Linked DNA regions of Mus musculus: region 1 is linked to region 2. A link is a contact called in public ChIA-PET data. All regions are on one chromosome and are shown on one strand. The core of a region is the stretch at or near the end of the contact, and the rest is flanking DNA. Distances in the headings are between cores, read along the strand shown. Region 1 has its middle 33 kb from the start of Abl1. Region 2 holds the start of Ass1 (argininosuccinate synthetase 1).

Region 1 (6,212 bases), core at 1,824-4,323, 260 kb before region 2:
TTGCAACAGGGTCTCACCATGTATCTTTGGCTATCCTGGAACTTATAATGTAGACCAGGCTGGCCTCGAACTAATAAAAATCTGCCTGCCTCTGCCTCCCTAGTACTGGAATTAAAGACCTGTGCCACTATGCCTGGCTCACTCTCAATCTTAAAGGTTGGCTTTATGGCTCTATAATTCTAGGTTAAGTGTTGTTTCTTTCTTTCTTTCTTTCTTTCTTTTTTCTTTTCTTTTTTTTTTTTTTTTTTTTTTTTTTTTTTTTTTTTTTTTTTTGGTTTTTTGAGACAGGGTTTCTCTGTATAGCTCTGGCTGTCCTGGAACTCACTTTGTAGACCAGGCTGGCCTTGAACTAAGAAATCCACCTGCCTCTGCCTCCCGAGTGCTGGGATTAAAGGCGTTCACCACCATGCCCGGCCCAAGTGTGGTTTCTTAAATGTTTGTGTCTAGTCTGTTCTCACTGTACAAAAACCAACAGTTACCTGCTGGTCTCTCTAGGTCTGCTCTGTCTTTTCTCTGTAGATATTTATAGAATTTGTTCCATTTTTGATATTCTTCAGGTTTAGACCTAATCTCCAGCCTTTCCCACTCTTCTGGAGTTTGATGAGCTTCTATATATGGAAATTCATGCCTCTCACACCCACCCTAGAATCTGGGTCAGAAGCCTTTGCCTCAATTTGCCCACAGTGGCAGTGGCACACACCTTTAGCCCCAGCATTCAGGAGGAAGAGGCAGGTGGATGGTCTCTGTGAGGACAGCCTGGAAGCCAGACAATACTGCAAAGAATCACTATCTCAAAACAAAACAAAATGCTCTATGCTGGTCACTGAAATCCCAGGAGAACATGCCTGACAGCCATAAAATCGCAGCTTCTCTTGAGCTCATCAGAGTAAGATCACATGGATACAGGGGATTGAATTCTAACGAGCCATAATTTCTCCAAAGAGAGATATGCACGCAAAATGTGTGACCGTCCCCAAAGCCCAGGAGAATGAGATGACTGCTATTCTTAGAAAGCTGAACATGGGCTAGACAACTGTAGAATTCCTGGGAGTCCTAAACAGAGTTCCTTGCAAAGTCTTCTCTAGCAGGAGCTTAGAGTAGACTTCAAGACTGGAGACAGCCCATCTGGATATAGGACTCCTGTTCTATGCAGTGCAAGCACTTTGACCTGAGAGGAAGATCAAGGTCCTTTCTGCTTTTGGGACCATGACAGGGCTCTGCTGCTTTTAGGAATGGGACAGAAGCAAAAATCACTGCCTGCTGCATTCTTCACTGACTCAAGACAGAGGCCAGCTACTGAGGGAGAAGCACAGGGCAAGTTCTGTTTCATCCAAGAGCCCCCACCAAGCACAGACATGCACAGAGAACTGAAGTGCATGATGCTAAGAAAATCAAGGACTGTGCTGGACAAAGAAAACCAGTAACATAATGTCTGTGTCTCACCAAGAACAGAGCAGCAGTCTAGCAGTGCTAGCACTGCACTGTGACGCAGCAGGACAAGAGAAAGGAAAAGACATACTCTAGCAGTATTCACCACAGCAAAAATCACACCAAACCAAACCAGGAGGGCCAGTGTGCTGGCTAGTTCTATGTCAACTTGACACAAGCTAGAGTTCCTGGAGAAAAGGAAGCCTCAATTGAGAAAATGCCTCCATAAGATCAGGTAAGTCTGTGGGACATTTTCTTAACTAGTGATTGATGATGGAGGGCCAGGCCCATTGTGAGGGGACTACCCCTGGGCTGGTAGTCCTGTGTGCTGTAAGAAAGCAGGCCTCTGCATCAGCTCCTGCCTCCAGGTTCCTGCCCTGTTGGAGTTCCTGTTCAAGTACTATTTCCCCCCAGGTTGCTTTCTTTGCTCATGATGCTTTATTACAGCAGTAGGAACCCTGACTAGGCCAGCCAGTGAGAGGCAAGATGGCTCAGCAGTAACTGCACTTACTGACAAGCCTGAATACCTAAGCTCAGTCTCCAAACCCCATATGATTGAAGGAGAGAACAGATTCCCACAATTGGCCTCGCACCTCCACAAGTGCACTGAAGCACACACGCACACATACAAGTAAGGAGTAAATGTAATTTTAGACCCCCCTCCCAAAAAAAAACAAAAACCAGAACCACAACCTTGGAAGGAAAGCTGGAATGGCCTACACAGGCCAAAGTCAGAGCAAGGTTCTTAGTGGGAGGACTCAGTGTCTGGATTCTGATTAAGCTTCTCTCCCCTCCCACCCATATATGTCTGAGTTAGCTTTTCTACTTAATTGTATAACAACCTTTCCAAACTAAAGACTAATTTTGAAACAGTATATTTTTAGAGTAACATTGTTTGGCTTGGCAAAATGACTTCAGAACCCCGCTGGAACAAGTTGCCAGGTACATTTACTGCGCATGGCAGGGGAAGACATGACAGAAGACAGGCCCAGCCCTTTCCTACCATCAGAGCTCAAAAAGAAGAGGAGGCAGAGTCAACCCCAAGTGCCGTCAGTTCTACGAACTCAAGGGGCAAGATGATGTCAGGGTCCAGACAAGAGACAGAAACCACAGCAACAGTTCCAACCACAATCTTTGTGTACGAGGTTGGCAGCTAACAAAAAGCGGCTTCAGCTAACAGCGTGTGACAGCTTTCTTAGGTTTTACATTTGTCTTTTGAGCAACCTGAAATCCAGAGCCCAAGCTTGCACCCACTTCCTTATGTAACTCACATATGCACACCCAGGATTTTCCTGCCCTACATCACCCATGGAAGCTGCCACATAACAAAGAACAGCCAGTGCCTCAAGGCCTCCAGAGTTCGACACACCAGTCACACCAGCCGATCTTAAGCAGTCTCCTACATCCACCTTTCATTCCCCACAATCTATCTCTCTTCATCCCCTCTGGCCCTCAGCAAACCTGGCACTTCCCCAAGGGGACCTGCATGGTGTGGCATGTAGGTAAAAACCAACCAACCAACCAACCTTCCCATGCCCTCAGCCTGCCCACATCAGCACTCATCTCCATAAATTACACACCTGTAGGTACCCAAGAGACACAGAAGGAAGAAAGGTCTTTGGGGCAGGAAGTAGAAGGCAGAAGCATAATTAGTATGCCTAAGCTGAGGGCATGCAGTAGGAAATGATTATGACCTTGCCAGAGTCTCCTTCCTGCCTACAGCTCAGACCCAGACCTCTTTAGGAACACACAGCCTGCTGGGGACAGAGGCTGAATGGTCTGGGGAAAAGGATGTGTTGGAGTGTAAGACTCAATACAGTACTGTACCAGCTGTGCGGCAGCTCAGTGGTCCTCCTGGGGTTCACACTGGGAACAATCCCTTCTCCCACTATGACCTGGTAGGATCCTGTGAGCACCTGTGCTAGCAAAGCCTGGCACCGGGCAGGCTGCACAGAAGCTATGCTTACAGCTAGTGCCCTGACATCAAAGCATGCTGAAGGAGACCGGACCTGGAGGTAAGGGGCAACAGACTGATGACTGAGACAGACGGGCGGGAGCAAGGAGGAAGGAAGACAGTTAGACTGAGGCCAAATACTGAGGCTTTGTATTTACTTCCTCGTGCAAGTCCTGAGAGAGCCACATCAACTTCCCATTCAACCATCCATGTGGAAGCCACAAGGCAGAAGAGATGAGTAAGCACAGGGAGCAAGATTTGAATACTCGGAGCCTCTCATATAGTTTGTGTGCTGAGAAAGGAACACTCAAGTTCAAGTTGAGGGTGCCCACCTTCACCTGTGTGGCTATATGAAAGAAAAGGTCCCTGGACAGAGACAAAAGGAAAAAAAATCAAAACAGTGTCACTAGCCAGAACAGACTATAGTTCTGGAGAAAAACACCAACAGGAAAGGGCCTAGTCAGAAGATCTGACACCCTCAAGACACACCTGGACACCATTTATTTATTTATTTATTTATTTATTTAGTTAGTTAGTTAGTTAGTTAGTTTTGTTTTTTGTTTTTTGAGACAGGGTTTCTCTGTGTAGCCCTGGCTGTCCTGGAACTCACTTTGTAGACCAGGCTGGCCTCGAACTCAGAAATCTGCCTGCCTCTGCCTCCTGAGTGCTGGGATTAAAGGCGTTCGCCACCACGCCCGGCTCTGGACACCATTTTTAACAGGGGGCTGGGTAAAGGCAGGAAATACAGGCACAGAATTGATAAGTAAGAGACTGTTAAGCACAGGGGTAGCTGACTTTGGACCACTTTCTCCTCAAGAGAGTTCTGAGGTGCACACCACAGCTGTGTGGTTCTGTTTTTCGCTGTAAATTCTCTATGCACAGCTAGAAGGTGGATATAAACCTACAACCCTACTAAGTTACCATGCCTCAGACAAGCACATGAACCTGAGAGTGCAGAGGACATTGTACCTCACTGGATCTGACTCTAAGGGTCACATTAAATTCATATTCCATCATCCCACGTGCTAAAACCATGGCTTTCTTCTACTCAGGTACTAAGCAGGCCCAACCCTGATAAATTTCTGACACTCATGGAATGTCTGTAAATGAAACTATTTACATTCTTTTTTTTAAATTATTTTTATTATTATTTTTTTGGGGGGGGTTTCAAGACAGGGTTTCTCTGTATAGCCCTGGCTGTCCTGGAACTCACTCTGCAGACCAGGCTGGCCTCCAACTCAGAAATCCGCCTGCCTCTGCCTCCCAAGTGCTGGGATTAAAGGTGTGCGCCACCACGCCCGGCAACTATTTACATTCTTATTCATCCTGACTTTAGAGGAACTTCTAAAACATGAAATAATGTAGATTTTAAGTTAAAATGGCTCTGAAAAACAGACAAAACTTAGAGAACAGGAAAAAGTCAGAGTAAAAGTTGTAGGAGCCAGTTCTCTCCTTCCATCATGGGGTTTCCAGACTGAACTCAGGTCATCAGGCGTGGCAGCAAGTACCTTTACTCATTGAGCCATCTTGCCAGACTGAATTTTCTCTCTCTGCATATATTTTCTTAAAGCACATGTGCACGCACACACACACACGCACACGCACACGCACACGCACACGTTTAGTGGCATAAGTCTTTAATCTTACTATTTGGGAGGCAGATGCAGGAGAATCTCTGTAAATTCAAAGACACTACATAGTGAGTTTCAGAGCATGTAGGGCTACACAAGGACAAAAAAAACCTTATCTCAAAAAACACACACAGGCATGCAGGGTTCATTTTGAGTTCTCGCCTTAGAAGACACCCTTAAGGGGCTGGAGAGATGGCTCAGCAGATAAGGGCACTGGCTGCTCTTGCCGAGGACCTGTGTTGATCCCCAGCATCCACTCAGTGGTTCATAATTGTCTCTAACTCTAGTCTCAGCAGATCCAATACCCTCTTCTAGCCTTCTCAGGCACTGCATACACATGGTGTACATATATACATGCAGGGAAGACACTCATATACATAAACTAAAAATAATGACCTAAAAATAAAAAATATCCTTATAATTTTCAGTTTCAATAACTTAATGTTCTACCCAGAAGTCTATTCAAATGAAATGTGCTATTCTAGAACTCTGTATTTAAGGATATCTTTTGGTTCCCCTTATTGCTATTAAACACCTCGGTGTGAGTTGGAAAGGAAAGGAGTGGGCTGGAGAGATGGCTCAGCTGTTAAGAGCACTGACTGCTCTTCCAGAGGTCCTGAGTTCAATTCCCAGCAACCACAACTTATTACAGATGACCCACAACCCATCTGTAATAGGATCCAATGCCCTCTTCTGGTGTGTCTGAAGACAGCTATTGTGTGTACATATACATAAGATAAATAAACAAATAATTCTTAAAAAAAAAAAAAGAAAGAAAGAAAGGAAAAAAAAGAAAGGAAAGGAGGCTGCCCATAGGCAGTGTGAGCAGTATCCCACACAGCAGATAGCGCCCTCCGACCATTTGCTCCCTGGGATCCATATAAAGGAGGCAAAACAAACAAATGAAACCCCACACAACTAATTTACAAAGCATCAACCCTAAAGATAAGCTAGGGGTCACTTCTCACTTCAGTCTTCAACTCCACAGGAGAGCTAGACTACCTTTAATGGCTTGAATGTAATAGCAGGACAGTGGTGGCCCTCCCCAGACACCTTTAATCCCTGCACTTGGGAGGCAGAGGCAGGTGGATTTCTGAGTTCCAGAACAGTCTGTTCTACAGAGTGAGTTCCAGGACAACCAGGGCTACATAGAGAAACCCTGTCTAGAAAAAAACAATAAAGAAATAAAGAAAGAAAAA
Region 2 (6,029 bases), core at 2,658-5,157:
ATCACACCAGTCTGTAACTCCAGTTCCAGAGGATTTGGCGCCCTCTTCTGGCCTCTATGAGCACTGCACACATGCAGCACTCAGCCATACAGGCAGTCAAAACACCCCACAGGTAACACATGAACTAAAGAGGGGGAGAATGTGGAGTGACTTGAGGAAGACAATGTTGACCTCTGTCCCCACCCCCAGATATAAAGGAAAAGATACTAAATCCATACATCTTATGTCGAATCCTTTTGTTAATTAGGCGTTTGCACCAATTTAGGCAGAAGAATTGAAGCTCAAGTTAAGGGACTTGCCAAGACCTTATTAGGCTGGGAATAGCCAGGCCCCCAAACGCAGATCAACTGGGTTGTGTGCCCTATTGATCTCTGTAGGACAAGCCTGGATTCCAGTCTAGAGGTGCCAGAGGGAAGAGGAAGGCAACGGGTGGTAAGGGAGTTCTCAGACATCTCAGGGCATCCGGGCAATAGATACCCCTTGCAGATTCACCCAGCTCTTAATGGTCACTTCTTCCTCCCAGTCTGTTCCAAGGATACTGGAAGCCTCGAGGGTGAAAGGGGGGTAGGTCAGACACCTGCCCTGCCTGCTTGGCCTCAGCCAGGTCTGTGCAGTATGAAGGGCTATGTTCTGCAGGGGCTGCGTGCCTATGCAGGCCTGCAACGTGTGTGCCTGCACTGGTGTGTATGTTTGTACCCCTAAGATTGGGTGTCTGAGAAAGTGACTCTGTGTACTTGTGGTGTGCACCTGAGTGTGTGCATATGTGTGCACATGTGTACACGCATGCTGGGCTTGAAGCCACAGCCTGTGAGCTGGATATAATAATATATATCATCTTGGCTCTCAATCTGAGTAGGTGTCAGTAGCAGTCTGTCCCTGAGGATAACATGCATGTGACTCTTGCTCTGGTCACGTTAGCCACACGAGCCTCTTTGGGCCTGGGGAGTACTTTGGCTGGGCGGTTAGGTGTTTCACTGGCCTGTTGGCTTTGGCTGATGCCACAGAGAGTGTCACCTACCTTGCTAACTAACATGAGCCCAGGCTGACTACAGTCACTCCCTGGTTCTTAGGGGTTTTTTGCCCTTTGCTTCCTGTCTTGGTGACGAGTCACCAGACTACAGACAGCTACCTGGGTTGTTCCTCCACCCCGGCTCTATCTGCTGTCATGATTACTCAGTTCTAATTGGTCTGTTACTACTGTTCTTTTAAAACCCTGACCAGACCTGGCCCAGAAGACCCCTGAGATGACTCTCAGTTCCCTTCTGCAGTTTCATGTCTGATAAAACTAGACTGCAATACCAATATTGAACAGCAGGAGGCGCACCATCCTCCTACTGGATCTAGCCTGTTTATATTTGATTGACGGGTTTCTGATCTTCATGCCCGAAGGAGGCAAGGAGGGAGACTAAGCGGGTTTTACCAATTTCTGGTGAGAGACTCAAACCTTTATCTAGTGTAGCTGTTCTGGAAGGCCTGAAGACACGTGTAGTCCCTTTGACTACTGAAACAACGGAATTCCCAGGAACTTCCCAAGCTGGGGAAGGAAAAACCTGGAGCTCTGGGGAGACTGAGGGAAGGAACGTTTCTCCCAAGAGGCCAGACATGGTAGTGCACACCTTTAATCTCGGCACTTGGATGGCAGAGGCAGGGAGATCTCTGTGGGTTTGGGGCCAGCCTGGTTCCAGACCAGCCAGGACCACATAGTGAGACCTTGTCTCAAAAATAAATAAGCAAACAAACCAAGAGCCGATGTCACACAGTTCTGACCACTTAGCTAAGATAATGATGGCCGGGCCACACCTTGAACGGGATTGCATTCTTGAGCAATTCCTGGTGGCGCTTGCCTTGTTAAAACCTAAACCTCGTGTCAGGATGCCAAAGGTGGGCTTGGGGTAGTGTCCTCTGTTCCTCTTCCTGGTGTAGCTATACAGACTACATGTCCTTCATCTGCCTTTTACCTGTCTCTTTAACTGGGCTAAGGGGTGGGAGGGGGGAAGCTAGCAGAGCACAGCTTTTCAGGGACAGCCAGAGCCCGTGCTCTGATGCTAACAGCTCCAGTAACACTAGAAGAACACACCAGTCCACTCATTAATGCTACCAACTGAGGCTCTGGGTGCCCAGCCATTTTCCAGGTCTAGGGAGGAACCAGCCTCAAAAGAACAGGGAGCCAGGTCCTGGGAAGTGAACTCTGCCCAAAACCTTCAGTGAAAACCGATGCCTCAGACCCAGAGTTCAGCAAGGTATCTCTTCCTGCAGGGCTGCCCGCAAGGAAGGCACTCACTCCAGAAGCAGTGTGTTCACAGCCTGGTGGAGGGATCTGGCTGACCTAGGGGCGTCCAAGGTCAATGAGATGGGCCCTGAGAAAATGCAGCAGGTGGGCCGGGGCGTGGCTCCACCCCAAGGCTCCTGGAGTGTCTGACTTCCTCAGCTCAGAGCAGGCAGGCAGCTGGGGTGAGGGGCACACTTGACCAAGGGTGCTAAGAGCTGTTCTGTCCTACTATGTGCGTGGAGGAGGTGGGTAGTGGACAGAAGTTGCCCTTCATTTATGGACTCCATGGGCACTGGGTAAAGTCAGAATTCCTTGGGCAGCCCTGAGGCCCTTCCAATGCTCCCAGACTTGGCTGGTTTATGGTGGGAGGGGGAGAGGGTAGGGGGAGTTTGAAATGGAGGCTATTCCAGTCTCTGCCCAGCCCAGCTCTTAGGTTTCTCCACTGTCTTCTTCCTTCTGAAAGCCTTGTCTGGGGCGGGGGAGGGGGTGGAGGAGTGGGGGAGTAGGTGGCTGGGGAGGGTTGCGGGGGGGGGGGGGGGACGGGACCCTGTCTTTTCAGGTCTTCATCCCAGACCCAGTGAGCAAGTGGGCAGACCCTGGCCACAGTTCTCAAAACAGCTCACTGAACTTGAACTCTTGGACAGCAAGAGTTCTGAGTCCAGGCACAAGGCTGGCAGCCCTGGAGCTGGGAGGCTGACGTCAGGGGTCACCTGCCAGGTGGAGGAGCCGCAAAGCGAGGGATCAAAGGAAGGGTTTTCCTACTCTACCCCTGGGGAAAGGGCAGGTCTGCTCCTGCCAGCTGCACTTGCAGACAGCCTGACAGACCCACTTCACAGAGGGGAATACTGAGAGCGCGGTTAGTTCTCCTGGAGAAGATTTCCCTCGATTTCTCGGTTAGCCTGCCTTCCAGAGAAGGGCCCAAGCCGTTAACAAGCCAGAAACAGACATTTCCTGCGAAGGGGCTCCTCCCAAAGAGCCAGCCAGCTAGCAGGAAACCTGTCTAGAAGCCCCACCCAGACTGAGCCTGGCATTGCACCCTACGGAGAAGAGAAACCAGTCACAGCCTAGGAAGGACCCGGGACGGGTAGGCAGGGTTCGCGTGTCCACCAGAGCAGGGTACTGTCACACTCAGGAGAAAGGCACACGCCCAAGCCCCTAAGGGCAAAGAGGGGCTGGACCTTTTGCTTACTTTGAGAAACAAGCCTGAACATAGATCGGCGAATCTGATCCAGGGAGAGGGATTCGGAAGCCCCCAACCCTCTGGACTCTCCGGGACTCTACTTGGAGCCTTCGCAGCACACAGAGGATCGTGAAAAACCAGAGGGGGACCTCCATAGTCCTCCTGCTCCGGAGACCTTGGGACCCGTTCTCCTACATGGGTTCCCTAGGCAGGAGGAACGTGTGCGTCACAGCGCCCCGGACATCAGCCTCCTTCCTTCCACTAACTGCGCGGTCACTCGGGGGCTGCCCTGAGCCCACCCCCTGCAGCTGCTCGCTCCCTCTGGGATTCCTTGGTCATGAGACCCTGGATAGAGAGTGGGGACCAAGAAGGGCCCGGAACTTCTTACCAGTGAGCCCAGGCGGCAGTGGCAGACGGCGGAGCAGGGCTGAGAGAGGCGCGCATCCAGGGTTATAAGCACAGGGCCTGGGGGGGGCAGGAACCTGGGACACGTGGGGACGGGCGCGAGAAAGGCCCCGCCCTCGGGCCCGGCCCCCGCTCCGAGCCTCTCAGGGCTCGAGGCCACCTGCGGGTGGGCGTGGCCCCGCGCTCTCTCCCGCTGGCCCCTCCCTCTTCCCTTGGCGCCCGCACCACCTCCCGGGGGCGCACGGGCGTGGGCTCTTGCAATTTAGGTCCCCTGATCCTGACCCGCTGGTGGCGCCTGGGAGGGCGGCAGAGGTTGGAACCCGCGTGACTAGCAAGGCTGATCGCAGCTGTCTTGCAAGAACCCTTGAAAGCGCTGCAAGGCGGGAGTGAAGATGCAAATTGCTTAGGTTCAGAGGCTGTGTAGCCCCACTCGATTTAAAGACTGAAGCATCTGCCCCTCAGAGGCTCTTGCTTTCCCTGATGCTAGCCCACAAGCCAGAGCTAAGGGTTCACAAGAAAATGCAAACGAGTTGGCCAAGGATGGCTGGGGATGCCATTTTAACGTCCTGGCCTGGCACCTGCCCAGATCGCCGTGGGCTCCCAGTAAATGGTGAATCAAAGCCTGGCTGTCTGCTGAGCCATCAGAAGATGGGGAAGGTTGAGGTTCACAGAGGTGAAGCTGCTGGCTTGTAAAGTGAACCCGGGGGTTGTGGCCCACATGAGCCAGAAAGCCGTGCCAGAGGCTTCCCAGCCTGGCCTGAGCCCTGCAACACACAGGACAGCCCCTGCCCCAGTGAACCTCAACACCCAGGATTACGGCAAGATCATATCCCCCAGGCAGGCCTAGATTCCAAGCCTCAGACGGCTCCATGCCCATGTTTTACCCAGCTTTCCTTACTACTGCCTTGCCCTGAGACTCTGGGTGCCCTCTGGGGTCCAGCCAAGCCCCTTACTCGGTCTCCTGATTTTTGTTCAAGGTCAGAAACAGCAGCTGTGGGGGCTTCTAGGAGGGAGAAGGTGCCAGACACATTTACAAACTTTAGCTGCAGGATTCTTTTGTGCTCCTGGCCCTGTCCTCCAAGCTAAACGTAGCCCATGCTGGTTAGAAACTCCAGAGAGCCAGGTGGGGACGGACGTCCAGGGGACAGCCTGAGGCATCTCTCTGCTAAGTGACACTAGAACAGCTGACCTTCGGGCGTCACTGGACCAGCTCTGGACCTTCCTCACAGACAGGAGACTAGTGAGGTCAATGAAAAGAACATGCCAGCAACTTTTGAGCCACTTTGAGGCCATTGGTCCCCATTTGCTGACTCGGCTTCTTAGGGCTGGCCCAGAAGCTTTCCATCTTACCTTTATGAAATATATGCACAGAGAGAGGGTGCATCTTTCCCAAGGCCACACAGCATGCCCAGAGCATAGCAGAATTTGGGCCCCGAAGCCCAAAAGCCTCTGCTCTAACTCAGGTTTGAACTGAACTGGTTCAGGCAGGAATCACGAACAGGGGGAACCTTTACCCCCTACTACAGAAATGACTCCAGCCCAGAGGACTGACACATAGGCAGGGGGATAGAGGGGCCAGTACTGCCAGCAGTTGACTTATGAGCCCCCAGAGGTGGAGGTGAAGTGCAGGGGCCCAGCTGACTCCTGGACCAGCTATGTTCTCTGCATTCCTCCACCTTCACGGTGGACACTGAGTCCCACCCATCCTCACTCTGCAAACTACTTCTGGATTGGGTGGAACATGACCCAAGAGGGTTTGCCCCTGGAAATGAGTCACCATGACCTTTGACTTCACCTTTCCCCCTTCCTACGACAAGGTCAGGGCTCCTTAAGAATCTAGGTTAGCGATTTAAAAAAGCAAAACAGAACAACTTTCCTATATATCCCTGGCTAGCCTAGAAGAGCTATGTAGACCAGGCTGGCCTTGAACTCTTGGCTTCTGAGCAGCCTCACCTCCCCCGCACTCTCCACATCTTTGGTTTACTCAGACCACAGGACTTTTCTTGCTCCAATTTCCATTCTCATTTCCCTGCATAACCAGTTTGTCCCCTGGCCCTTCCTCTATAAGGAGGTCAGAAGCTTCCAGAAAGTACAAACCAGAACAGGTCACACACACCCTTCTTAAAGGTCTTGGATGGGCCAGCAAGATGGCTCAACAGGTGAAGGCCCTTGTTA

Evidence for each region. ChIA-PET counts read pairs in DNA pulled down with a chosen protein or histone mark.
Region 1: a contact with region 2 is called in an RNA polymerase II ChIA-PET map of memory CD8 T cells, with 39 read pairs. The contact joins the enhancer-like site here to the promoter of Ass1 in region 2. A contact is called at or near these places in 5 of 39 promoter capture datasets (the C10 cell line, cranial neural crest, hippocampal neurons and 2 more), 2 of 484 Hi-C or Micro-C datasets (bone marrow-derived macrophages and nephron progenitors), 2 of 115 datasets of contacts at active chromatin or transcription factors (embryonic stem cells and memory CD8 T cells) and 1 of 9 other capture datasets (embryonic stem cells).

What each region holds. Positions count from the first base shown.
Region 1 is chr2:31,724,257-31,730,468 of GRCm38.p6, reverse strand. It overlaps a transcript of Abl1 not described here. Among named protein-coding and RNA genes, the nearest start is that of Abl1, 33 kb to the left of the region's middle. Within about 2 kb of position 3,073, at least 53 of the 459 cell types and tissues checked have an H3K27ac peak or open chromatin away from gene starts, as enhancers often do. A contact at or near this core is called in bone marrow-derived macrophages, memory CD8 T cells and pre-B cells, where this site is marked.
Region 2 is chr2:31,468,148-31,474,176 of GRCm38.p6, reverse strand. Ass1 (argininosuccinate synthetase 1) reads right to left here and starts at 3,907. Exons shown (of 16, transcript NM_007494.3): 1 at 3,838-3,907.